6 separate regions of the Mus musculus genome follow, and regions 1, 2, 4, 5 and 6 are each linked to region 3. The links are chromatin contacts, called in public promoter capture Hi-C maps. All regions are on one chromosome and are shown on one strand. Each heading gives the region's core, a stretch centred on a gene start, on an enhancer-like site or on the middle of the called end of the contact. The rest is flanking DNA. Distances are from core to core; before and after follow the strand shown.

Evidence for each region. Promoter capture Hi-C pulls out the DNA fragments that hold promoters and counts their contacts.
Region 1: a contact with region 3 is called in a promoter capture Hi-C map of hippocampal neurons, with 2.4 times the contacts expected there. The contact joins the promoter of Lasp1 here to the promoter of Rapgefl1 in region 3. A contact is called at or near these places in 1 of 39 promoter capture datasets (hippocampal neurons) and 1 of 9 other capture datasets (liver).
Region 2: a promoter capture Hi-C map of pre-B cells shows a contact between it and region 3, with 8 times the contacts expected there. The contact joins the promoter of Rpl23 here to the promoter of Rapgefl1 in region 3. A contact is called at or near these places in 5 of 39 promoter capture datasets (the C10 cell line, hippocampal neurons, liver and 2 more).
Region 4: a promoter capture Hi-C map of liver shows a contact between it and region 3, with 8 times the contacts expected there. The contact joins the promoter of Psmb3 here to the promoter of Rapgefl1 in region 3. A contact is called at or near these places in 4 of 39 promoter capture datasets (hippocampal neurons, liver and pre-B cells) and 1 of 115 datasets of contacts at active chromatin or transcription factors (astrocytes).
Region 5: a contact with region 3 is called in a promoter capture Hi-C map of pre-B cells, with 6 times the contacts expected there. The contact joins the promoter of Pip4k2b here to the promoter of Rapgefl1 in region 3. A contact is called at or near these places in 2 of 39 promoter capture datasets (hippocampal neurons and pre-B cells).
Region 6: a contact with region 3 is called in a promoter capture Hi-C map of pre-B cells, with 5 times the contacts expected there. The contact joins the promoter of Mllt6 here to the promoter of Rapgefl1 in region 3. A contact is called at or near these places in 4 of 39 promoter capture datasets (the C10 cell line, hippocampal neurons, liver and 1 more).

What each region holds. Positions count from the first base shown.
Region 1 is chr11:97,798,151-97,802,033 of GRCm38.p6, reverse strand. Lasp1 (LIM and SH3 protein 1) reads right to left here and starts at 2,469. Exons shown (of 7, transcript NM_010688.5): 1 at 2,172-2,469. The coding sequence starts at 2,240. It overlaps n-TCgca51 (a tRNA gene), which reads left to right and starts at 3,057; the gene lies at 3,057-3,128.
Region 2 is chr11:97,779,738-97,783,825 of GRCm38.p6, reverse strand. Rpl23 (ribosomal protein L23) reads left to right here and starts at 1,387. Exons shown (of 5, transcript NM_022891.3): 1 at 1,387-1,482; 2 at 1,937-2,020; 3 at 2,364-2,492. The coding sequence starts at 1,470. Snora21 (small nucleolar RNA, H/ACA box 21) reads left to right here and starts at 2,060; the gene lies at 2,060-2,187.
Region 3 is chr11:98,834,538-98,838,235 of GRCm38.p6, reverse strand. Rapgefl1 (Rap guanine nucleotide exchange factor (GEF)-like 1) reads right to left here and starts at 1,451. Exons shown (of 15, transcript NM_001080925.1): 1 at 563-1,451. The coding sequence starts at 1,082.
Region 4 is chr11:97,701,552-97,705,793 of GRCm38.p6, reverse strand. Psmb3 (proteasome (prosome, macropain) subunit, beta type 3) reads right to left here and starts at 2,360. Exons shown (of 6, transcript NM_011971.4): 1 at 2,304-2,360; 2 at 1,822-2,006. The coding sequence starts at 2,306. It overlaps n-TNgtt8 (a tRNA gene), which reads left to right and starts at 3,272; the gene lies at 3,272-3,345. It also overlaps a transcript of Pcgf2 not described here.
Region 5 is chr11:97,743,209-97,747,115 of GRCm38.p6, reverse strand. Pip4k2b (phosphatidylinositol-5-phosphate 4-kinase, type II, beta) reads left to right here and starts at 2,412. Exons shown (of 10, transcript NM_054051.1): 1 at 2,412-2,670. The coding sequence starts at 2,512. It overlaps Cwc25 (CWC25 spliceosome-associated protein), which reads left to right. Exons shown (of 10, transcript NM_026186.4): 10 at 1-1,646. Mir8102 (microRNA 8102) reads right to left here and starts at 2,219; the gene lies at 2,081-2,219.
Region 6 is chr11:97,662,127-97,666,063 of GRCm38.p6, reverse strand. Mllt6 (myeloid/lymphoid or mixed-lineage leukemia; translocated to, 6) reads right to left here and starts at 2,652. Exons shown (of 20, transcript NM_139311.2): 1 at 2,384-2,652; 2 at 1,030-1,109; 3 at 524-578; 4 at 225-334. The coding sequence starts at 2,492.

The DNA of each region.
Region 1 (3,883 bases), core at 1,220-3,719, 1.0 Mb after region 3:
GTAGCAACCATGCCTATGAGATTGAACTTTGCCCACACCCAGGTCTCTGCCCAGCATTCTCCAGAGTTCCAACTCTAGCTTCCTACTGCCTGCAGGCCACGGACTGAAGAGACAGAATACCTGGATTTTCCAGTCTGGGTGGGGGAGGGGTGTGAAAGGCAGATGGCTCTCCAGGGCCACTTCCGCTAGGGGGAGTTCTAAAACCAGGAAGAAATCACCCACTCCCTCTTCCCAGGGCAACCCCGACCTGAATATCCTCTTCTAGCAAGGACAAGTTATCACATAAAATCCCCACCCCCTTCCCTGTGACACACAGCACTGAAGGTCTTTACAAGGGGAGTGGTTGGATGCGGGACAGAAAAGAGAGAAATGGCCAGTCTTGACCACACTCCCTGCACTGTCCACCTCCTAAGGCAATGACATCATCCATACCCATCTGGTGACAGACAGGGAATACTGAGGCCCAGAACCATTCATAAAGTTGATGGGCACAGACCTGGGACTAAGATCAAGTTTCCCAACCCCCAAGCTAGCAAATCCTTCCATCATCCATTGCCCCTCACCATTCATTACTGGGGACCAAAAGGGGAGCCCATTTGCTGGCCCAGAATGCCGCAAATGCAGGGCTCAAAATATCTGGTCCCAGGGACGACAAAGACCCTCATGTAAGGACAGGGTTTCTTTTTTGGGGGTGGGGTGTCTTCATCTAGGAGTGCCAAGCACAAGTCCAGAGGCCGGTACAGTGACTGGGCAGGCCATCACCTTCCCTTAAGCTCCTCCTATCCTGGTACCTAGCCAAGCCCCACATCTCTTTCCTCAAGAAAAAGTTCAAATGTTTCAAAACTACAAGTCCCTACCTCCTGACCGGGACCGGGAGGGTGTGCGGGGGATGTCCAAAGGTTCCTAAGAAGGAACTAACCCTAGCCCGGAGAAACAAAGTATCCTTTTCCAACAAAACTAGATCGCCTCATTGAGGCGCCTGCTTCTGTCCAGTTCAGCCATAAACGTGGAGAATGAGATCCAGCTTGGAGAGCCAGGTACAACGTATCTATGAGGAGCCAAAAGGCTTCCCTGCAGAGGGGGTCACAAGAGAAGAAACGGGTTGTCTTAGACTTTATGGGGTTCAGAACAAGGCAGAAGGGTCCCATCTCAAACTGTACCGGAAACACCCAGATCTACCCTTCAGTCCCCCTTGCAAAAGTGTAATGGCAAACAGATGATCGGGTCCAGCCTGGGCCGGGGGATGCGTAAGAGCCCCTAGGGGCCAGCTGATTTCCAGAAGGCTACCCCCCTCCTCTTAAAAAACTCCTTTTCGTCTGCTTCCTCAGAACTCGGCCAATCCCACCCTCCATCGGAGAAAACAGCTCTGAAAAGTTAGCTCTTTGTTCTCTAAGCTGGTCTCCAGGCTGAGCACAATTTCAGATCTCCAAGAAGCGTCCTCCCCACTCCCTACCCCGCCCAGCTCCGACTGGGCAGCCGATCACCCGGAGTGGCTTGCAATTTGAATTGGGGGTTGGGGAAGCTATGAAGGAGGTCTGCGGGTTCCCCAACCACAAAAAAAGCAAGGAGGGGACCAGCAGGTCGTTCAAAAAGAGGGGGTCTCGCAGTGAGATTCCGGCGCTGCCCCTAAATCCCTTTCACCACAATTGACACTCGCTGGACGAAGGACCCGACGCAGCTTCCAAGCCAGGAAGCCAGGCTACCGGCAGCCCAAGCCGGGCGGGTAGCGCCGGCCCCAGCCTCCGCCCCGCCCCCGCCGCCCCCTCCCCCCAGCGCCCCGCGCTTCCGCCTACTTGGCGCTGGCCGCCGCGGGGAAAGGGAGCGGCCGTCTCCCCTCTCACTCCCGGCCCGGGGGGCGGGACTGCACCTCTAACCTCCTGCACACACCCGGGGAACCCGGTTCCCTGGTGCTCTTCCGCCCTTCCTTCCAGCCCTCCTAACCTCGATGCACAGAGGCCACCCATCTCCAGCGGTGGCTGCTCACCACCTCGCCTTGGACCTCCCAGGTTCCAGACTGGGGTCTGTCCCCACACCCCAAGTCGCCTCCCGCCTTCCTTACCTGCTCTGGGGAGCGCAGGGAAGAGCCCGCAAAGACCCGGCCCCTCTTTCCTCCCCTGATGGAGAGCTGCACTAGCACTGGCTAGCTCGCAGCGCCCGGTACCCGAGCTCACCTTATCCAGACAGTTCACCTTCTCCGTGGGGTACACGATCTTGCCGCACCGGGCACAGTTAGGGTTCATGGTTCCGGGGAAAGACTGGGGCGGGGACGCCCGTATTCGCGCGCGTTCCCTTTTCCTTGGGCGAGCTGGTGGGAGGCGGCGGCTGCAACTGTGCAGGCGACGGCGACTGGAACTGGGGAACTGGCCTCCGCCTCCGCCCTCCTTCCCCTAATAAACACAGTGGGGAGGAGGGGCTGCACTGGCTAGGGCGGGGACGCGCCTCGGGCGCGGAAAGAGGCGCGCGCGACCAGGCGCGCTCCCCGGGCGACGTGGGGCTGCGTGGGGGCGGGTTCCAGGGAGGACTGCGGGACGGGAGTGCAGGAGCCCCTGAGCTCTCGGGGTGCACGTGCCCCTGGGCTCCGCGACCGAGGACGGGCCCGGGCCATGGCCCTTCCCGCGCTGGAGAAACAGACGCGAGTGTGGCAGAGCCCGATTTCCCATGAGAGGGGGCAACCCCACGCACCCGACGATGGTGGGGATAGTACAGATTCTCTAGACTGGGGGACTTTCCTTAAACCCGTGGGTCCCCAGCATCAACCTGCGGGGAAACCACCCCTTGCCCCGCCCCGCCCCCCAGCTAGTTCCCTTCCCGCCCACATCCTCTCCCACATAGGTACCTGTCCCTTTCCCTTTGGACTCAGCACCTCCGTACGTTCACCCTCCCCGCCCCTCTGCGCTGCAGCTTTCCCATGGATTCTTCGGATTCAGGCATCCTCTGCTTTCAGCTTGGCCGCCTTTGCTCTTCCATTCTTTTCTCTTGCCCCTATTCTACCTGTGTAGCAGCTGCGACAGCATCTTAAGACTGAAAAGAGATTGCTTCAAGCTGCGCGTCGGTGCGGGGGTATAGCTCAGTGGTAGAGCATTTGACTGCAGATCAAGAGGTCCCTGGTTCAAATCCGGGTGCCCCCTCAGAGTCTTTTCCTCTCTTCAATGACAATAAAAATACGTTTCAATACAAGTATGATCTTGATTCGACCCTGGGTCATTAAAACAGGTAAAAAGATAAAGGCCACTCCTCCTTTTAAATCTGAGCAGAAAAGCCTTCGTTTTGCCTCGTACCAAGCAGAAGTTGCACGACTTTATTTGATTGGCGCCAGAGTCCTGGAGATTTCTGCCCATGGTATGCTTGTGAATTTGAATTGGATTGTTCCACACTTTGGGTTCGGAAGCCAAGGTCACTCCCCAGGTTGACGGTGTGTGTCCGTTGAGGGTCAAGGGTCAATCAAAAAAGGGAAACTTGCGGACATAGCCCTTCTCCAACCTAAGCTTTCCTTTCCCTTTTTCGTTTCATTCTATGATCCTTATTATTCTATATCCTCACGTTTCATTGTGACTTGGTGACGTGGACCGAGTAAAAGCGCTCCGAGACCGTGAAACCGGGAGGAGCACTCGTCAGCTCCCTTCACTGCAAAAGAACAAGACCCCAAAGCCAAGTAATATAAATGAATGCAGTGGTTTTCACAACTTGTGCGTGCTCTAGAGTGACCTGGGGGAGGGGGGGGCTCATTAAAACGTCCCCAGTTTCCGATTGTGTAGATGCTGAGGAAGGCCTTGGCAGTTAGCTCTTTGGCGGATTTGTCAGGTAAATCATTCAAGGACGCAAGGACCGCTCTTTGAGGATCACCAGAATATTATTACCACAACGCTATCAAGTTTCAAATCCT
Region 2 (4,088 bases), core at 138-2,637, 1.1 Mb after region 3:
AACGATATACTGTATACTGGAACTCTCACAATTACTCCTATTATTTAGGTTTTTTTTAAAGATTTATTTATATTATTTATATGAGTACACTGTAGCTGTCTTCAGACAGACCAGAAGAGGGTATCAGATCCCGTTACAAATGGTTGTGAGCCACCATGTGGTCACTGGGAATTGAACTCAGGACCTCTGGAAGAGCAGTCAGTGCTCTTAACTGCTGAACCATCTCTCCAGCCCACTCCTATTATTTAGTATCTATTACCTGCCTCCAACCTCTACCCTGGCAGAGGAAAACCCATAAAGGCAAGAATAATGCTCTATTTTATTCCCTCATGTAATCTGGACAGAATCTGGCCCTGATATAAGTATTCAACGCACATTTGAATGAATGTTTCAACAGAAGGTAAGGAAAATAGGGAGAGGTTGAGGTAGTAAAAGGGGAAATTAATATTAATAAATTAAAACATGTCCAGTCGGGCGTGGTGGTGCACGCCTTTAATCCCAGCACTTGGGAGGCAGAGGCAGGCAGGCGGATTTCTGAGTTTGAGGCCAGCCTGGTCTACAGAGTGGGTTCCAGGACAGCCAGAGCTATACAGAGAAACCCTGTCCCCCCAAACAAAACAAAACAAAACAAAACAAAACAAAACAAAACCTGTCCATCTTGATTATAAGCAAGCATAAACTATCCTATATTTAAGCTTTACGAAATTTTGCACATCTTTAAGAAGCAACAAAGCCAATCAATCGGTCACGGTTAGCTGTGGGCTAAGTCTAAGAATAATTAATAATAAGGTACTGAGTTGTAGTCCGAGCGGCTGTGTGAATGTCACTAATAGAGTATTGTTAACTCTCATGACGAAAGAATGTTATGGTACCAAACACACAGACTCATCTGTAGCGCTCCACTTAATTGTTCCACAGCCAAATGAAACCATTCTGAACTTGCTCTTGCCCCATGTGTCTGTTCTTTAGGAACCCTTACAGAAGAATTTATTTTACTCATGTATTTATTTGTTTTGAGGAAGGATCTCATGGGTAGCTGAGGTGATGTTGAAATCGCCGCAATTCTCCTGCTTCAGCTCCCACGATGCCGAGATTATTGGCGAGCACCACCACACCCGCAGCAATAATTTTCGAATCCCTGTTATCCAGAGAGGGGCTTGGCCACAGAGCTCAAAAGAAGCTGTTAAGCAAATTTTAAAAAGCCAAAAGGCAATGTGTCCATATCGCCAATTACTTCCGAGGCGTTGGGTGTAGCCCCAAAATTACTCGCCCCTACACATCTTAAGCGCAGCTTTCCCACGCAGAACGGTCCCGCGGAGGCCCAGGCCTTTTACGTCATCTAGCTGCGACCCGGGGAGGGAGGCGGGCTGGACGAGGTCCGGTCACGTGGCTGAGTGGGCGGGGCCTCCCGTTCATATCCCAGTGTCCCCTGTACTAACTTCCTTTCTGACCCTTTCCGGGCGTTCAAGATGTCGAAGCGAGGTGAGGAATTTTGAGTTTGGGGATCCGTTGGCATCTGCCGCGCGGGATGGCCCGCCCATCCCTTGGCGACGGCCCCCGGCGGCGGTGATAGTTTACAGTCCCGGGGCCGGAGATAGAGAAGATGGGGGCACCGCGGAGGCCTAGAGGGAGCCCTGAAAGAGGGCGATGCCAATGGTGTTGAGCTGGTGTAGGAGCGGAGCATGGGGCCGAACGGAGAACGTGGGGTCGACGGGACTGCGCGATATCTGCGGTCCCCGCAAATGCAGACGAGGTTGGAGCCTCGCAGTCTCCTTCTTCCGCAGGAGGATGCAAATAATGGGCACGGCCGGGTCCCGTGACAAGTGCGTGGTAGCCGGGGAGCGGCCGGCCCTCGCCGAAGCGTGTGCGGTGGGTTATAGTTGGGAACTGTGAGACCGAATGTGGACCCTTGTCCTGTCTGTTTCCCTCCCCGCAGGACGCGGTGGGTCCTCCGGGGCGAAATTCCGGATTTCCCTGGGTCTTCCGGTCGGAGCTGTGATCAACTGTGCAGACAACACAGGTGAGGCCTTCGGCCGCGTCCTGCCACCGTCCCCTTTTAAAAGCACTCAGTGAGCCTTTTGCTAGTGACCCACTGAGCCGTCAAGAAGGGGCAGAGTGAAAAACACCACTTTTGGGTGAAGTGGCAACGTGTTGTGTTGTTTAACTTCAATCGGTGTTGTGACAAGACACTTCTGAAAGATTACTTACAAGCCCGATGAGTTTTACGAAAACGGTTTGTTTTGGTTTGTTTGTGTTCATGCTTTTCTGAGACTGAGTTACTTGGTGTATAGCCTTGCTGACTCTATATTGTGAATTCTGCCGGTCTCATACAAAATTTACTTTTGTTTGTTTTTTTCCTATAGGAGCTAAAAACTTGTATATCATCTCTGTGAAGGGAATCAAGGGACGGCTGAACAGACTTCCTGCTGCTGGTGTTGGGGACATGGTGATGGCCACAGTTAAGAAAGGCAAACCAGAACTAAGGAAAAAGGGTGAGCGGGGAGGAGAGCTTGTTTTTTTGTTTGGTTGCTTGTTTTGGTTTGTTTGTTTGGTTTTTTTTTTGACAGTGTTTTTCTGTGTAGCCCTGGCTGTCCTGGAACTCACTTTGTAGACCAGGCTGGCCTCGAACTCGCCTGCCTCTGCCTCCCAAGTGCTGGGATTAAAGGCGTGCGCCACCACGCCCGGCCCTGGGAGGCTCCTTAAGTCGTAGTGGAAGGTAGAAGTTCTCTGGGTGTTGGAAGATGGGATCTTAATTCTGTGGCTGTCAAGGAAGCTACACATGTGAGAGCCTTTGAGATCAATGCCTCAGCTCCCTGTTTGAGACAAGGCTTGACTTGGTAGCACAGGCTGGACCTCAGTGTTGGGCTTACAGACACGGCCACATGTCTGACTGCTGCGGTTTATGGAACACTTTGTTTTTTCTCTAATTAGGGTCTTTTCCGTCTTTCATGCTATGTAATCTGCCACTCACCTGGCTAAGTTCTTCCCCTGTAGTAGACTATGTAGTCTTACCAGAAAAGATCTTCAGTTGGTTGTCTGTCCCTAGCTGTCAGTGCAGATGACAATGTGAAATGGGTGTATTTTTGTGGGTTGTTGTCCGAACACCTGGAAGCAGACACATTGTCCAGAGGCCTTGTGATAGACACTGTACTGGGAGCTGACTATTGGTGTATTAACTACCCTGAAATGTGTTCTCATCAGGTAGATGAACAGACCTCAGAACCTCCTCTGCCTTGAGTGTTCCAGCTGTAGAACTTTCTTGGCAGGATCTCACTGTAAGCTTGGCTGTCCTTGAGCTCAGACCTACCCACCTCAGCTTCCTAGTGCTATCAGGCACTGTTCTTTTTCCAGAGATATTCTCGAAGTCCTTTGGTGTAGTGCAAGTGAGGCCTGTGGGGTTGCTTCCTAGCAACACTTTGTTTCCATAGGAGCCACCTTGCTCTCAGCATTTAGTTCAAAGTCTTTCACTTTAATACTTGAGGGGACGGTGACATTGTAGCCAAACTTACCCTAGTGTGGTTACACTGAAATGAGTCTACCAGGGCTTATCCTCTTCTCAGAACACTTCTAGGGCCTGGTTGGTGGCTCAGGAAGCTGTCAGTGAAGAGCAGAGCATGTCCCCTTACCCCTGTGGTATGATGACAGCTCCACACACTGTTGTCTCCAATAGTGGGGAGAGGGATATTCTTAGTGTGTGTCAGGTAACAGGCTTGGTCAGTGTTTTTGGTTTTTTTGTTTGTTTTTCTAGACAGGATTTCTCTGTGTAGCCCTGGCTGACCTGGAACTCACACTGTAGACCAGGCTGGCCCTGAATTCAGAAATGCACCTGCCTCTGCCTCCCAAGTGCTGGGATTAAAGGCTGTAGTCTGATTCTTAACTACCTTTAAACAGGCCAGGTGGTACTAGACTTAACTCCAGTTGTTCTGGAGACCTAGGTGGGGAGATTGTAAGTTCAAGGCTTGCCTGAGTAACTAGGTTTTAGATTGATATATATATATATATATATATATATATATATATATATATTTTTTTTTTAAGATTTATTTGCTTGAGCCCGGTGATGGCGGCGCACGCCTTTAATCCCAGCA
Region 3 (3,698 bases), core at 202-2,701:
GGAAGGGTGGGTGCTACGGAGGCCCAAAGCCTTCTGGATGCTGCAGTCTCCTGGTATCTTCCCTTAGAGACCTTCGAATTCATCCCCAATAAAAGCAGCCGAGTTCTGTGACTATCCACATGGCCCCACCAAGTGAGGCGCTCCTACACAGCCAGGGACTCCTGTCAGCGGTTTTCAGGCCTCAGCTATGGTCTGGAGGGCAGCGTACAACCTCAGCGGGAAAGCGTCCACCTTAGGGTGTCAGGCCCTAATTTAGGGGCGTGGGAGGAGGTAGGCAGTATCAAGGGCTCGTGGGAGACTGGCTTAAATAGCCGAGAGAGAGGGAGGGTAGTTGAAGGAGAGAGATGGTTTCCCTTCTTCCCCTAGAATGAAGCTAATGTGGGGAGGAAGGTGGGTGCGCATTACCATGCCCCTTCCCCTACATTACTTCGGGCTTCCCCTCATCCTCTACACCAACACTGAGGACAAGAAAAAACAATCAGGGAGCATCCCCCGGGCCAATCCCTCACCTCCCACCCCCAACCCCGTGCTCTCTTGCTCTGGGATGGATGAGCAGGCTTACCTGAGGCGCTGCTGTCCCTGGTGGTCCCTCCAGCCAGGCGCTCCAGAACCCGGTTCAGAAGATGCTCTGGCCGCTCGGGGGCGCCCAGGGGGGCCCAGGGTGGTGAAGCCAGGGGTTCGCCGGGGGATAGCTCATCTGAGGAGTACGAGGAAGGAGAGCGCAGGGGCACCCCAGATCCTATCGGCCCAGGCCCGGGAACCTCCTCTAGCTGCAGCCAACAGGGCCCCCCACTGCCCGGCTCCTCAGAGACCCCTAATGGCTCTCCCCCTTCCTCCTCAACGGGCGGCTCCAGCCCGGGCTCGGTTGGGGGCTCTCGGAGGAAAGCTGGGAGCAGCAGGCGAGACACGCTCTGACGCCGCTGCAGTGGCCGCAGTCCCCCGGCCGGACCGCCGCCCCCACCAGGGCCCCCACCCCCTCCAGGCCCTCCGCAGCAACCCGGACCCCCGCCGGGACCTCCAGTCACCGCTCGCCCCGCCAGCTGAGACGTCTGCTTCTTCAAAAATTTCTCCAGTGGCTTCATGCCCCCCCCCCCGCCCCTCTCTTAGGGGCCGCCGGGGGACCCAGGTGTCCCAGGCGCGGGCGGGGGGAGGCGGGGACACGATGCTCAGAGCCGGGGGAGCAGAGCCGAGGGCCGTGCCAGGCGTCGGACTGCGAGCGAGAGGTGGCCGAGCCTCGCTGGCCAGAGTCCAGTGGCCAGTGGCCGGGGGAGGTGCCAGAGGGAAGAGGAGCTCGCTCTCAGCGGCCCCCCATGCCGGCTGCGGCCGAAGGGTTGGCAGGCTGAGGGGCTGGTGTCCCCGTCTCAGCGCTCCGGGGCCGGGCTGAGGCGACAGAGGCAGCGGGCGGAGCGCAAGGCTGAGGACGCGGCGGCGGCTGCGCTCCTGGCCCCGGGGAAGGTGGCAGAATTGAGACCGCGCCCCCTCCTCCAGTCCCCGCCCCTACCCTGCTTAGGCCCGCCCCCGCCCGGCCGCGCGAGGCTTGAACTTGGGCTCTGGCGCTGACCGCGAGGAAAATTAGGACTTGGGTTTCTGACAGTCGCAGAAGGGCAAAGGCGAGGGAGAGATCTACCAAAGCAGAGGACTCCTGGCTCTTGATTACCGGGTCTCTTTTGAGCATTTCAAATAACCAGGGCATATGTTTGACCTTGGCACGCCTACCTGTGCACAGGTGAGGCTTATAAAGACTGCTGAACTCTTTGCATCTTTCCCACAATTTTATTTGGTCATTATCTTCCACCTGTTGAGAAGGGCTGGGACGGCGTCTTGGGTAAACTGGTATTGGCACTGGGGGCGGTACCCATATTCCTTTCTGATAGGGTTTAGGGGGTGGTGCAGGGCCGCCCTGTAAGGCAAGTACTGGCAAGTAGGAAAGAGCCAGGCAGAGGCCAGCAGGTTGTGGCAGGTCTAATTGGGGTGAAAAGAGATAGTAGACTGAAAGAGACGACCAAAAGCACAAGGGCATCTTAGCCCAGGTGGTAGCGAAGGGAAGCAAGACTGAAGAGATGTGTAAGTCCCCAAACTGCCAACTATCATCCATCACCTAGCACATTAGTGTATATAGCCATAGAATGGGAGAAATATTGCCCTTACTCCTGGTGGCTACGCCAGAGCATTCTGTCTCCCAGGGTACACTCCACTAGGATGGGGCTGTAGAGACAGTGTGAACACATCCAGGCTTGGTATACATGGTGAAGGAGTGGCACCGGGTTCCTGGTGGGCTGGTGTTCCTTGGGCAAAGTCCCACCCCTGTTTACTGTGCCTCAGCAAGGCATGGATGGACAGGAATGCTAAGAGCTGGGAGTGGTGAAACTGACAGGGTGTGTACTACACTTGTGTTGCTGTCGGTGCAAACTCAGTTCCATGTGTGCTAGAGCATGTGTTCACAGAAATAAAGCTCTGCACACCCATCTGGGGATTTGGAGAGGGAACAAAAAAAAAAAAAAAAAGAAAAAGAAAAAGAAAAAGAAAAAAAAAAGCTCCGATTTTGCTATGAAGCTGGATCTGAGCATTGGTTTCCTGGACAGCCTTAATTGGACACTCGGCCTCTCTTAAGGTTGGAAGTAGGAACTGGCCAGAGTGGCTTAGAGCTCCCCAGGTAACCTTTTAGGAACCAAGAAGAGGGGAGGGCTTCTCTTCTGCACATGCCACAGTTACCAGATTAAGCCGGTTGCCTTGGTAACCTCTTCTCTGGGCAGGATTTGGGATTGTCGGTTAGGAAGGGTGAAAAATTGGGGAGTGTGAAGGGTGTGGGAGCTGGAAATAAAAAGGGACCGAGAGACTTCTAGAAACTAAATGCTTGGGGAATCGGACTCTAGACCCTTCCAGTTACAGAAAGTGGCAGTCACTACATTCAAGACCTTGAATCAGAAGCAAAGGAAGCATTAATTTGTGGTCCTCCTGGAGCAGCAGTGGCTTCCGTTCTGGCTACACACTGAAACCGCATGGGAGCTTTTTGGAATTGCTGATGTCCAGGTCACACCCTAGATCCATTATGGGATCCTGTGGCAGGCCCAAGGTCTCTGTTAGTTTAGAAAGCTCCCCAGGTGATTCAAACAGCCAGTGTTGGAAATCACTGCTCTAGGTCAACTGCAGCTGTAAGAAGATCTGGCAATTGCAAATCCTTGATGTTTTGAGTCACCTACAGGTAGGTCCATGGACTGACCCACAGCGGGAAAACTGATAGGGCATCTACATTACCATGAGAAAACCGAAGAGAATGGTAGGGTGGTATTCAATTACTTAACAGTGGAAATGGAGGCCAACAAGCTTAACTGAGTCAGTCCAACCCATGGGCTTCTACAAAGGTATTGGACAGGGCTACCTAAGGCAGTAATCTATCTGTCCCTTAAACTCCCATTATCTCTGCCCACTGAGAAGCAGGCTGGGGGGGGGGGGGCAGAGAGAACCCGAGGGCTTTGCTGAGCTTGAGTTTCTTCTTGCTGAGCTAGTTACCAGGGCAACAGGGAGAGCAATGGGATCTAACAGCAGGACTGGGGAAGAGGCAAGGGTGAGAAGGCACCCCAACATTCCTTTCTCCTGCCAGTAACCTACCCAGAGGGTTGGCTGACATTTTTTGCATGACCAACCAGGGAGACCATGTCTATAGTTATACATCACCTTGGGGGACAGAGGGAAGATGT
Region 4 (4,242 bases), core at 1,111-3,610, 1.1 Mb after region 3:
ACTATTTGTGAAATGTCACAGCTGTGCACTAGACTAGATGTTAGTGTGTTCGCATGTTCCCTCAGTAACCATAAAGTTCCGGGATCCTCCACAGATCCAAAGCCCAGCGGGGCCAGTTTCTTATATGAAATGGCACTATTTCTAAATCACATTTTTTGTTTTCTGTTTGTTTGTTTTGGTTTTTCAAGACAGGGTTTCTCTGTAACCCTGGCTGTCCTGGAACTCACTTTGTAGACCAGGCTGGCTCAGAAATCCACCTGCCTCTGCTTCCCAAGTGCTGGGATTAAAGGCCTGTGCCACCACCGCCTGGCAGCATCCGTAATGACAAATTAAAAAAAATAATAATTAAAAAAAAAAATATATATGGTTGGAGCGAGCCAGGCCAAAGCAAGAGAGAGAAGGGAAAGGGGTGGGAAATGAAAAATTAAAAAAAAAATAGAAAAATAAATAAAAAATAAAAAGGCACTGGAGAGATGGCTCAATGGGTAAGAGCACTGGCTGCTCTTCCACAAAATTCAAGTTCAATTCCCAGCCCCTACAAAGCACCTCACAACTACAGTTCTGGGCAAACCCAACACCCCTTTCTGGCCTCCTGGGGGCACAACATGAAGCTGGTGCGCAGACAGACATGTGGTCAATCATCCATACATATAAAATAAATCTTTTAGATATTAATAGTAATAACAATACAGAACATGAGGGCTTGGGTTTGAGGATGTAACTCAATAGCATATCATGTGCTTAAGCTTTCAAAATCCTGGTTTCAATTTCTAGTACCAGGGTTGGGGGTCAGGGCAAGACTTGACTCTTGACCTCGATGCTCAGTGAATCAATGAATGAGTCTTTCTTCAGCAACTCACAGCATCCCATCCTTGAGATGGTGGGATGGGTCAGTGGGCAGTAACACCTACGCCAGGCCTAAGCAGCTCAATGCCTGGAACCACATGATGGAAAGGCAAAACCAACTTCTGCAAGCTGTCCTCTGACCTTCACACAGGGCTGTGGAACCCGGGCATACAAACAATAAAATGATAATAATAATAATAATAAATGTAGAGGCTGGAGAGATGGCTCAGGCATGAAGAGCACTGACTGCTCTTCCAGCTTTCTATCCCCAGCACCCACATGGTGGCTCACAACCACCTGTAATTCAAGCTGGGTCATGAGGGTTGCTGGGGGGGAAGGTTGTCCAACAATCTCTTCTAGCCTCTGCAGTCACTGCACACATGTGGTGCACAGACACACATACACGTAAAATAATAATCAATGAATTGTGTTTTTAAAGTTCCCACCACCAACCACAGCGATCAGAACCAGCACACTGGGGCCATCACAGACAACCCGTTTCCCCTCTCAGACCCTCCCATCACTCAAATCACATAAGCACTGTCAACTAGGTAAGTAAAGTGGGCAGTTAAAACCCAACAGCTCATCATGGTTAGTTATCGTTCGGTATGTCTGCTTTGCCAGCCGCCTACTGGTTTAGCGAGTGCCCACGGTCTTTAGAAAGACCTACAGTAGGATTCTGGCTGACGTTCATTACTGTGCATCTTGAAGGAAGGTCTCAATTTTTTTTTCAATTGCAGAATGAGACGGCTCGCCAGTAATATTAAGACGGTGATTAAGGGACTCCCTAACAAAAATGCTTCTTCACAAAGAGCAGAGCACAAGGTAATGCCAGAAAAACATAGGTTAGGACCCATCTCCGTAACGCTGTGGTGTTCAGCTGAGTCTCACACTCAATCGTGGCTTTTGGCAGATGGCTGATATCGGGCTGCTCAACGAAGAAACCTGGGTGAAGGTGGGGCTGGAGACACTTACACTGTCTGGACGTCAGTGGCCAGGCCGGCCAGGCCTATGTAGAGCCTGTCACCCATGGGAAAGATCTTCTGGAAGTCCGTGGTCACCATCTGGGCCTGGATCCCGAAACGTCTGTCTGCAGCGATGGCCACACAGTTCTTTCCCTTCATGGCCATGACGGCCCCTCCATTATAGGACATAATAGACTGGGGACAAACAAATCAAGGGGCTCAGTTCGTGGAGCTAAGTGGGACCATAACCTTCACATCAGTTCTGGTCCCCAAAGCTCATATACCCGTGCCCTCCACTCCGGAGGAGCCAGGACGCCAGGAGCTCCAGCCCTGAGATGGGCCCGGTGGGGCACCCAGGAACCGCACTCATCTGCACGGTACTCCCATGTGCATTCTACTGACCACCAGGCTCTCCCCGTCCCGAACCCAAGCACTACTCGTCCTTGCTTTCAGTTCCCATCCCAGACTCCTTTCCTTACTCCCCGATCTCACCATGATTGCGCTGGAGTGGAAGCCCGATCCCCACAGCGTTGCCTGCAAACCGGCTCTGGCTTTCTCAGGGTCAACGCTCTTGCCGAATCCTCCCCATTGGCTGGCGGGCCGACTCGGATTGACTAGTTCAGCTTTCTATTGGACACTCATGCCGTCAGTCACAAATATGCATAGTTTGGTTGAGACACCAAAACGGAGGTATGGAAAGCGGAAAGTGAAAAGTCACTGTGAGTGCGGAAGAGCCTACGGTCCGGGGCATGTTGGGATCTTGGCGGACCTGGAGTTCGGGCCATCCCGTTTAGGGGCGGAGTTTGCAACACGTGGGCTTGGGACAGGCCTTGTGGGGCTGGTGCTGTAAGCAGAGTAGGTAAGCTGGCGCTTACCGTGGTGCTGCAGGAGTTAGGCATTTTACTCAAGCTACCCGACTTCCAGTGTTCATTCACAAATCCTTACTGTTCACCGGGATTTTTGCAGGCGCCAATTAACCTATCGGCACCGAGTATACCGAAGGCGCCCATTCTTTGCAGAATGGGAAGATCGTGCCGAGGGTTCGTGCTAGGAGGGTTTAGTTCCAGAATGGAGCTTTTGTTTTGTTTTACGGGAGTGAGCTACAGGTTGTTCAGCGTTTGGAGTCTCTCACTCCCAATCCCTGCTGGCCGACAGACGTAGCCCTAAGTCTCTGTTCACTCTACAAAGGAACGTTCTGTGCCACATCCTAGACACTGACCGAGGATAGCCTGGGCCAACGGCTCCAGGGCAGCCCAGGTGGGACGTGTGCATCCCTTGCTTTCCCTTCCCTTGCACAACCACTGTTCCCTCCGCCACAGCCTCGATTCGCTGTTCTTCGAGATCAGATTTTGTTCCGCTGGGTTTCTAAGCTACTGTAACTGCTTGCGTCGTGACTGGTCTTGCGCCATATCGGCTCAGTACTATTGACTCGGCTCTCTGCCTCACAAACAACTGTCACCGTCTCTGTGGCGCAATCGGTTAGCGCGTTCGGCTGTTAACCGAAAGGTTGGTGGTTCGAGCCCACCCAGGGACGGTCTCGGCCTTTTTTTTTTTTTTTTAAATCGCAAATGCTCCAAAGCCACATTCGGTACCGAGGTACCAGAAGCAATAATTGTGATACACCAACCCAGATGGTCACTGTATTTAGAAATCCGTCTATGGTCAGTGAATGGATCTATCCCTAACGTCTCCTCACCACCTCTCACTATTCTTTCTCCCAATCAGGATGACAGAAAGGCAAAGCCAAGTTTCTGTCTCACTGCCATGTTTAACAATGCAATTTTCCTTGGATTAAGAATAAATTTTGCTGCGGAGGTTGGACAGCTTCCCATTGTCTGCATCAGTGGACGATAGCAACTTGAAAGAGGAAATCTGTCCCGGTGGATGGAAACAGTCAGGAAAAAAACCACAGGAACAAAGTGAGGGATAAAAGAGTGGAAGGAGGAAGAACCTAGCTGTGATCTACAGAGAAAGGCATACCATGAGGGGGCCTAAGTAGACAGTGCGGAAGATGGGGAAATAAATACAGAGATCAACAAAGGGCATCGTTTGCAAGAGGGAGAGGTGTAAGGGACACAGAAGTAAAGCTACACAAAAGCAAGAAGGAACGACTCTCTCTAACTAGTGCCACCATTTAAAAGGGATTTTCTCCTTGCTCTTGTTTCCGATGGCAACAGATGCCCGTTGGTCCTTGCCTTGATGTTCTGGGTTCCTGTTCTCTGGGAACCTCTGATTTCTGACTGCTCACTACGTGTGGCAATCAACTAGAGGACAGGGTAAGCTACAGACTTGGTGGAAAATAAGCGCTCTTCATGTTCGCTGAGCACACTGGAGAAGGTGGGCAGGAGGAAGATGTGCAAGGGACTCTTTCCATCCGTTCTCTAGACATTTGGCTCAAAGGAAGTCTCTTGTGGACTCCCTCTTCTATGTT
Region 5 (3,907 bases), core at 1,163-3,662, 1.1 Mb after region 3:
TAGTGGCTGCCACTGGACGGCTTGGATGCTTGTTATCCCTCTTCCCTCCCACCTGAATGAATGGATCAGACTTCCAGAGGCCTCTCTTAAGAGCCACCCAGATGGACGGTGCTCACTGGGATAAACAAACATTGACTTTATTTAGTAGATTATGTGACAGGATAGCCAAGCATCAGGAAGAGCCAAGAATTGAAGAAGCTGGAAGAGAAAACAGAACCAAAAGCCCTAAGTGAACTGCTACCCACCCGGGCTTTACGCTGTAATGGTGTGATGTGTATATACAAATGTATAGTTCTATATTTGCTTTAAAAAAGTTAGCCTTGGGAGAACATTTTGTTGGATGACCTTGTCAGAAAAGTAACACAGTAGTTACTGGTAACAGAGGGATACTGACCTTCTTTGTCATTTGGACATGACTTTGTCCTCTACAAATGTGTTAGGCTACATTTATAGGTATGTACTGGCTTCAGGAAGGACACACCTGCCAAGGGACATACATATCCTCCTCTGTTCCTCGGCATCCTACAGTGGGCACCCAGTGGGGCAGGAATCAGGACCCATGTTGTCCGATGACTCCTGAAAGAAAATACTTGGGAAGCTTTTTGCTTTCTGGCTAATTTTTATTTGTTTGTTTGTTGAGGCAGGGTCTCTTGTAGCTCAGGCTAGCTTTGATTGGACCGGGGAGCTGACGGTGACCCTGCACTTTAGCTCCTCTGACCACACACAGTTGCTGCTCCTGCCACTGCTGCTTTGTGGTTTGTCTGTGATACAGGGCCCTTGCTGGTCCAGGGCAGCCTGATGGTGGCTCTCCTGCCTCAGCCTCCTGAGTGCTGGCTGCGGTTAGGCCATCCCCATCCTCCAGCTGCCTTTATCCTGTAATAACTAAAAATCTAAGACAAGACTCAAGGGGCCACACCCATGTCTTTACTGCCATTCCTTTCTCTATTCTTTCACCAGAAGCCCTCATTTGTTTGACCAGGGAACTTCTAGGTGCTTTTTAAACAGACGACAGATTCACCCTAGCGGTAGCTGACCTTAAACTGTAGATCTCCTGTTTTAGTCTCTGGAGCTGTGATTACAGACCATCTGGCCCTCAGAGGTGCTCTTAATTCATATATTAAGCCATTTCGTTGTTCTACCAGTTCCTAATTTCTCCTAAAATATGTTTGGATTTAAGCACTAAAATTCCAGTCACTGTAATTATTGTTGTTGTTACTTTTTGAGACAGGGTTTCTCAGTATAGATAGCCCTGGCTGTCCTGGAACTCACTCTGTAGACCAGGCTGGCCTTGAACTCAGAAATCTGCCTGCCTCTGCCTCCCAAGTGCTGGGATTAAAGGCATGCGCCACCACGACCGGCTGGCACTGTAATTCTTAAAACTCAGTTTCTCCCCAGACAATATAACATTATTCATTTAATCATCTCATCCTTCTGCCCTATGTTATAGTTAATTATGGCTTTTATTTTATTACTTGGTAATAAAGGCTACATTTATTTTTGTAACTGTGTAGAGCGATCTACCACGTGCCTGGTACTGAGTCTTGATATCCCAAGTGTTGACCTGTGATTTGTGTCGGATACAGAGACCCTTCGACCAAGTGGAATTACATAATAAACCATGGGCAGTTTATTCGAGATTTCTTGGAGCAAGAATGAAAGGATTATTACAATACGCGTCTACAGATGCTAGTGGTGTCTAAACTTGACCATCGGGATAGAGGAGGCTAGGCGGCAGGTGGGTGGGCGCGCGGCCCATTCATAAAACCTAGGATTCCCGGCCTGCTCCTCTGATTGGCCCCCGGGAAAGGGGGCGTACCTTGCGGGTGGAGCGAGCCGTCGGCCCAGGGGAGTGGGAAGATCCACGCTTGGGTGGAGCGAGGGGGCGGTCCCTGGTTTTCTAGGCAGGACTTCCTTTCCCCTTTGCCGCGTTACTCCTCTGTCCCCCGGGGTGGAGATGGTATGTTCCAGCTTCTTCTCATGCCGGCCCCTCTTCCCCTCCCGAAGCGGCGGCGCTGCCGCCATTTTAGTACTTCATGTGGAGGCAAAGTCAAAGCCCGGCCTTGAGGGTGTCCGAGTAGGGAGCCCTTCTTGCCGAGTGCCTCGAGGCTGTCCATCCCCAGTCTTCCTCGTTCCCCCGCGTGAAGCCGGCTGGGTTCCCTTCAGGCCGGGAGAGGAGGAGTGGGCGGGGCAGCTGCAAGCGCCCGGGGACGGGCGGTACCATTCCGACGGGGAGGGGAGAGCCGGGATCCAGTGGGCGGTGCCGCCCGGGGGCGGGGTGAGGATCAGGCTGGCCTGCTCCCCGGGGCGGGGCGGGGCGGGGCGGGCCGGCGCAGCGAGGGCGGGGCGTGGGGCGGACGGAACCACCGGGGCGGGGTGGGGAGGTAACGGGACGGGCGCGACCATGGCTCGGTGAGGCAGCGGGGGTGGGGATCGGTTCGGGGGAGGCCTGGGGCCGCTCGCTGGTGCGCTGTCTCCGCCGCCCCCCCTTTCGCCGCCGCCGCCGCCCCGGGCATGTCGTCCAACTGCACCAGCACCACGGCGGTGGCGGTGGCGCCGCTCAGCGCCAGCAAAACCAAGACCAAGAAGAAGCATTTCGTGTGCCAGAAAGTGAAGCTATTCCGGGCCAGCGAGCCGATTCTCAGCGTCCTGATGTGGGGGGTGAACCACACGGTAACCAGCTTCCCCGTGCGCGCCCCCACTCCCTCCGGCCTCGCCACGCTCGCCCCGCGGGTGACGCCTGCAACCCTTCCGCCGAGCCACTTGCATGCCCGCCCACCCGTGCACGCTGTCCGGCCGGGCGTGCACTCCCCGTTCGCCACGCGAGGCCTGGTGTCCCCGTGCTATGCCGTCGTCGTTTCCCCTTCGCTCCAGCCCCTCTGGCTTCTTGTGTCCGTATGCTGGCTCCGTGCAACCCCGGAGCTTCCGAGGGAAGGCCTGGGTGCTGCAACGACGCTGCTTCTACCCTCAGCGTGTTTGTTGCATGGCTATTCCGCTTGTCTCTTATAGCTGGCTACCACATCATTGCTCAGTTGACAGGGCAAGTGGGACTGGCTTGCCTGAATGTTCCTGTTTGTGGTCCTTTGGGTGGTATGGCTGCTCAAAGTTTCCCATCTTCTAGGCCTCCTTACCCCTGACTGTGGACATCCTCTCTGGGTTTCCTTTTTTTCTTCTTCTTCTTCATGAAGACGTATCAACTGGAGAAGCAGAGACTTCTCCAAACCACAGACACTTGACTTGTGTTCCCATGGATGAAGGATAAGTGCGAGCACAAGGCCCGAGGGAGTGTAGACTTGGTTATGGAAATAATGTATCTTCCTCGTTCTTCTGTGATGTTTCAAAGCCATTGACTTCTCGTATGGTTTTCCAGGGTGTGATAATGGTGATTACTGTCTCAGATGAGTGGTCCTTTGGGTCCTGGGTGCTTTGGGATGGTGCAGCAGCCTCTGCCAAGAAGTTGGATGTGGCCGACGTTAGCTGGTTGGCTCTGTTTATGTGCTGTTTGTTTGGGATCTGCTCTCTTTCGGTGGCTTGCTCTCTGCCTTCTCACCGTTTCTTTGTGAGTCCCTACACTGAGAGCAAACAGAGGAAGTGAAAAGACCTGAGGTGCTGACTCCACCAGCCACAAGTTTAGAATGGGGGTGGGTGGGGGGAGGATAACGGGTCGGGTCTCCTTCGGATTTCATTCTTTAGGCTCCATGACTTTTCTGAACACTTGAAATTGTCTACAAGACCAAACAATGACCCAGGGACCCAGGGTCAGGGAGACTTCATTTTCTCTTGCTTTGGTAGAAGACCTAGAGGGTCCTTTGGCTAGAGATTGAGGGACAGCCACCTACACCAGCGTAGATCTCCACGTCTTAGAGAAGAGCGCATGTGTTTGTGAGGTCCTCTCAGGCCTCTTAGTCTT
Region 6 (3,937 bases), core at 1,403-3,902, 1.2 Mb after region 3:
CCAAGCAAGCCTCACAGGGTATCCTCTATCTCAAAGCCTGTTTACACTTCTGTCTTGATTAACGGCAAGCACTAGGTACCTGCTGTACTGTGCCTGTCATGTGTTATAAACTTAATAAAATGTGACCTATGAGCAACCCTCTGGCTGTGCTACCGAGGGAGCTCGGAGCGCAACGGTGGCACCCAGGATTGCTACCAGGAAAGGGAGGAGTGAGGGCCGCTAACCTTGTTGAAGCGATCATGAGGCACGTACTGCAGAACGATGGGCTCCATCGTGAGCACGTTGGCGAACTGCACCTCCGGGATGTAGAGGGCGCACACCACATGGGCCCAGCCTGGGGCAGTGTGGGGACTGGCCTCAGCAGGACGGCAACACAAGACCCCACGCCTCCCAACACCAAGCTGTAGACTGTCCCCTGCGTCTACAACCTTCCTGTACCAACAGGAGCAGGGAAAGCCAGCCTCCACCCCACACCTGCTGGGGGGCCTGGCTGACCTCAGCAGGCGTTCAGGGTTCCCCTCACCTCCATTGTCAGTCCTCTTCAATGCCCCATCTTTGTGCGGGCACAGCTCACACCTCTGCCAATGCAAGGAGCACAGGGATTGGGGGGATCTGCTGAGCTGGGCCCTCCCTGAACTCATCCAAAAGGCCCGAAGATAACATAAGATCTGGGTGGGGGCTGAGGCTGTAGAGCAAAGAGGCTCCTAACTGCTGAAGGCTGAATAAGGAGAACCTGCTGGTCACTACAGCGGCCCCTCAACTTCCATAGCCTTGAAAACCTTTCATAGTAAAAAGTTACAAAGCAGCACATAGACACCCCCCCCAAAAAAATCAAAGCCCCCAAGCCGGAGGTGAGGCGGGGCAGAGCTGAGTGCAGAGCTGAGGGAGAGATGGGGCTGGTGATAGGCAGCAGCAAACAGGAAATCCTGAGTGACAGAGCTTAGTCCTGCCCCAGCCTCAGGGTACCCTATTAACCTGCAGGAGATGCTCAGGTGTAGGGGAGAGGAAAGGGAGAGGGGCTGGACTCACCACCCTGGCTGCACGCTCCTGAGATTCACATTTCCTGCAGAACCAGGGTCCTGTTGGCACCTGGACGATGCCATAGCAAGCTAAGGGTGGGGGAAGGAGACTCACTGAGCAAAGCCATCAGCCAATGGTTCCCCCCCCCACAGAGTAACTGGGGGCAGGCAGGGAAGAGACCCAGCCTACTAAAGCCAGCCCAGTAGGTGGGGCTGCTCCCCAGACCCGGGATCACTCAATGGAACAGGACTACAAGAAATGTCCAACCGCATAGAGCCAGCCTTCAATCACACAACCAAGCATTTCAAACAGGGGCAAAAAGTCTGACAGAGTCCTTGACCTTAAACTTCCAAAGATCCTCCATTCTCATCCCACCCCTCTCCCTTTTTTCTGGACCTGAATTCCTCCCCCTCCCCCCCCCCCCCCCCCGCCGCCTCTGCCCTGACCAGTCCCCTAGGCACCAGAACAAGAAATAGTCATGATTGTAACACGTTTTGTTGTTATGAGGGGAGGGGGGGTGCTTCTTAAAGGGCCAGTAAGGGATAAGCCAAGGAAGTCGGGGGTTCAAGGACCTCATCTTCTGCCTCTGTCACACGTACAGGTCAAAAGTGAAAACAGAGGGCAGGTGCGGGGCAGGTACCCAGAGGAGAGTGGCGGGAAAGGCCCGCAGCCACAGCATTAAGGGTTGTCTTGGGAAGGGGGGTGGTGGTGGTTGCCTGTGCCAGACAGGCGGAGATGCCAGCCTGCGCCCTCGGCAAGATTCCTTAAGGAGTTAACTCCCGAACCATGTGCGGCGGCAGGGGGAAACTCCAAACCTCTCTCTCCTCCATTCCGGCCCCCTGTAAAACCGCTCTCCCAGCCTCAGCTCTTCCCCGGAGGGTTTCAGGATCCCTTCTCCCGTGGGACCCTTCTCCTCCCTTCCCAATTCCGCTCCTCCCAGTATCCGGAAGCGAAGGGGGATGACCCCCCCTTGACCTCTTCCTCCCGGAGCGGGAACCAAAATAAACCGGGCGGGAGGGGGGGTTACCTCGCAGGTAAACATTCCCGGGACAGCCCTGACACCGGCGGTGCGGGGCTCAGGGAGTTCACTCCTTGCGCCCTGGACTCTCCCCAAAACTCCTTCAACTTGGGGTGGGGGGCGCGGGACTGAACAATAGGCAAGAAAACAATGCCTGACCCGGTCCTGGAGGACCAGGCTGGGGATGGGGGGGAGCCCACGCCGCCTTTCGCTTCAGGTGGGTGGGGGAGGGGCAGGCGCCCCAGGAGGGCTCCGGAGGGCGCGGCCGAGGGCACCCCGTGCGCGCGCCGCCCCGGGGTCCCGCAGCTCCCCCCCCCCCGCCGGCCGTCTCCCCCCTCCCCTTACCTTGGTGGACGGCCACGCTGCACGCGTGCCCATCGCAGTAGACCAGCGGGTTTTCGGCCCAGCCCCTCTCGTCCGAACATACGCAGCAGCCTCCTACCATCTCCTTCATACTCCCATGAGCTCCCTCCGGGGCTGGGGCTGGGGGCCGGCCGGCGGGGGTCGGGGGTCAGGGGGGGAGGGAGGGAGCGGGGGCCGCGCGCCTCCTCGCCCCCTCCTCCGCCGCCGCCGCCGCCGCTTCTTTTCTTTGCCTCCTCCTTCCTCCTCCTCGGCGTCCTCCTCCTCCTCCTCGCTCGCTCTGTCTGGCCGCCCCCCCCGCCGTGCTCTCGCCCTCATGCCCCGACGGGCCCCCCCCCCCCAACAATGAGACTCGCGCGCCGCGCTCCCCTTCCGCGCCGCTCGCCGGCTACCAGAGCCGCCCGGCCGCGGTGCAAGCAGGGCCCGGCGGGGGAGGCGCCGAGTGGCACATCGCGGGCGCCCGCCCGCCCCGCGCCGCCCGCTCACGCGCCGCCCCCCCGGCCCCCCTGCCCGGCCGCGGCAGCCATGGCCGCGCGCCTCCGCTCGCTCGCTCGCTCCCGGCCCGCCCGCCGCCGGGTAAAGTCTTAGGTTCAGGGAACAAAGCCTGGCTTGGTAGGGAGCTTTTCGCTCGTGCGCTCAGTGCAGCTTTCCCCGTCTTTTCTTTTTCCCTTTATGACTCTAGGTGGGTAGTTCCCGAGTCCTCCCCTCCGTGTCACACTTTGGGTCTCCGGTCTCCCATCCCCCTTCTCTGGGTGTTCTTCAACCCTAGGGAAATCTAGGGAAGATGAAAAAAACCAGGGCTCTTAAAAAGAACTGGAGCGATGTTAAACCATTTACCCGTGCTTGTTCTTGGAATGGGAATGGTGTCTCTGGATGGCAGCTCATGGGTGCTGTCCCTGGAGGTCACTCTGGAGGGTAGACAATGCCACGTGTAAACTTTTACTTACTTTACAAATCTTTTTTGTTAGTTTGAGACAGGATCACCAGTAGCTCCGGTTAGCCTCGAACTCACCACTTAGTGAAGGATGACCTTGAACTCCCAATTCTGCCTCTGCCACCAAAGTGCTAGAGTAAAGGCGTGCACCACCACGCCCCGCACAAAAATTTGTTGAATGCTAGAGTCGGCTGCGCGCCAGAGTAGAGGTATTCCTGCCCTCCAGGAACTTCCCTTTGAAGTCTTCAATGTCAAGGTCTCTAGGCACCTTAGGGGTACAATGAGGTACCCCACCTTAATTCAAGATCTCTGTTCTAAGTCGTAACTCCACCCCTAGCCTCAGGGCGTGCCTTGCGTTTTAAAGTGAGTAAAGCTGCCTCGGAAGTGCTTGCCAACAGAATCACGCCTTGACTTCTGGGCAGGTATAGAATCACAGTAGCGTACAAAAACGCACCACGAAGGATTAAAGTCCCCGAAATTGGGTCTAGGGTTTGATGGAAAGCGACCCAAGACTTCCCCCAGACTGGTATAAGCCCAAAGACGAGATCTGATTCCCCTTTTTTCTTTGCAAGGGGAAAGACGGCGCCCCCACAGGGACCAAAGGT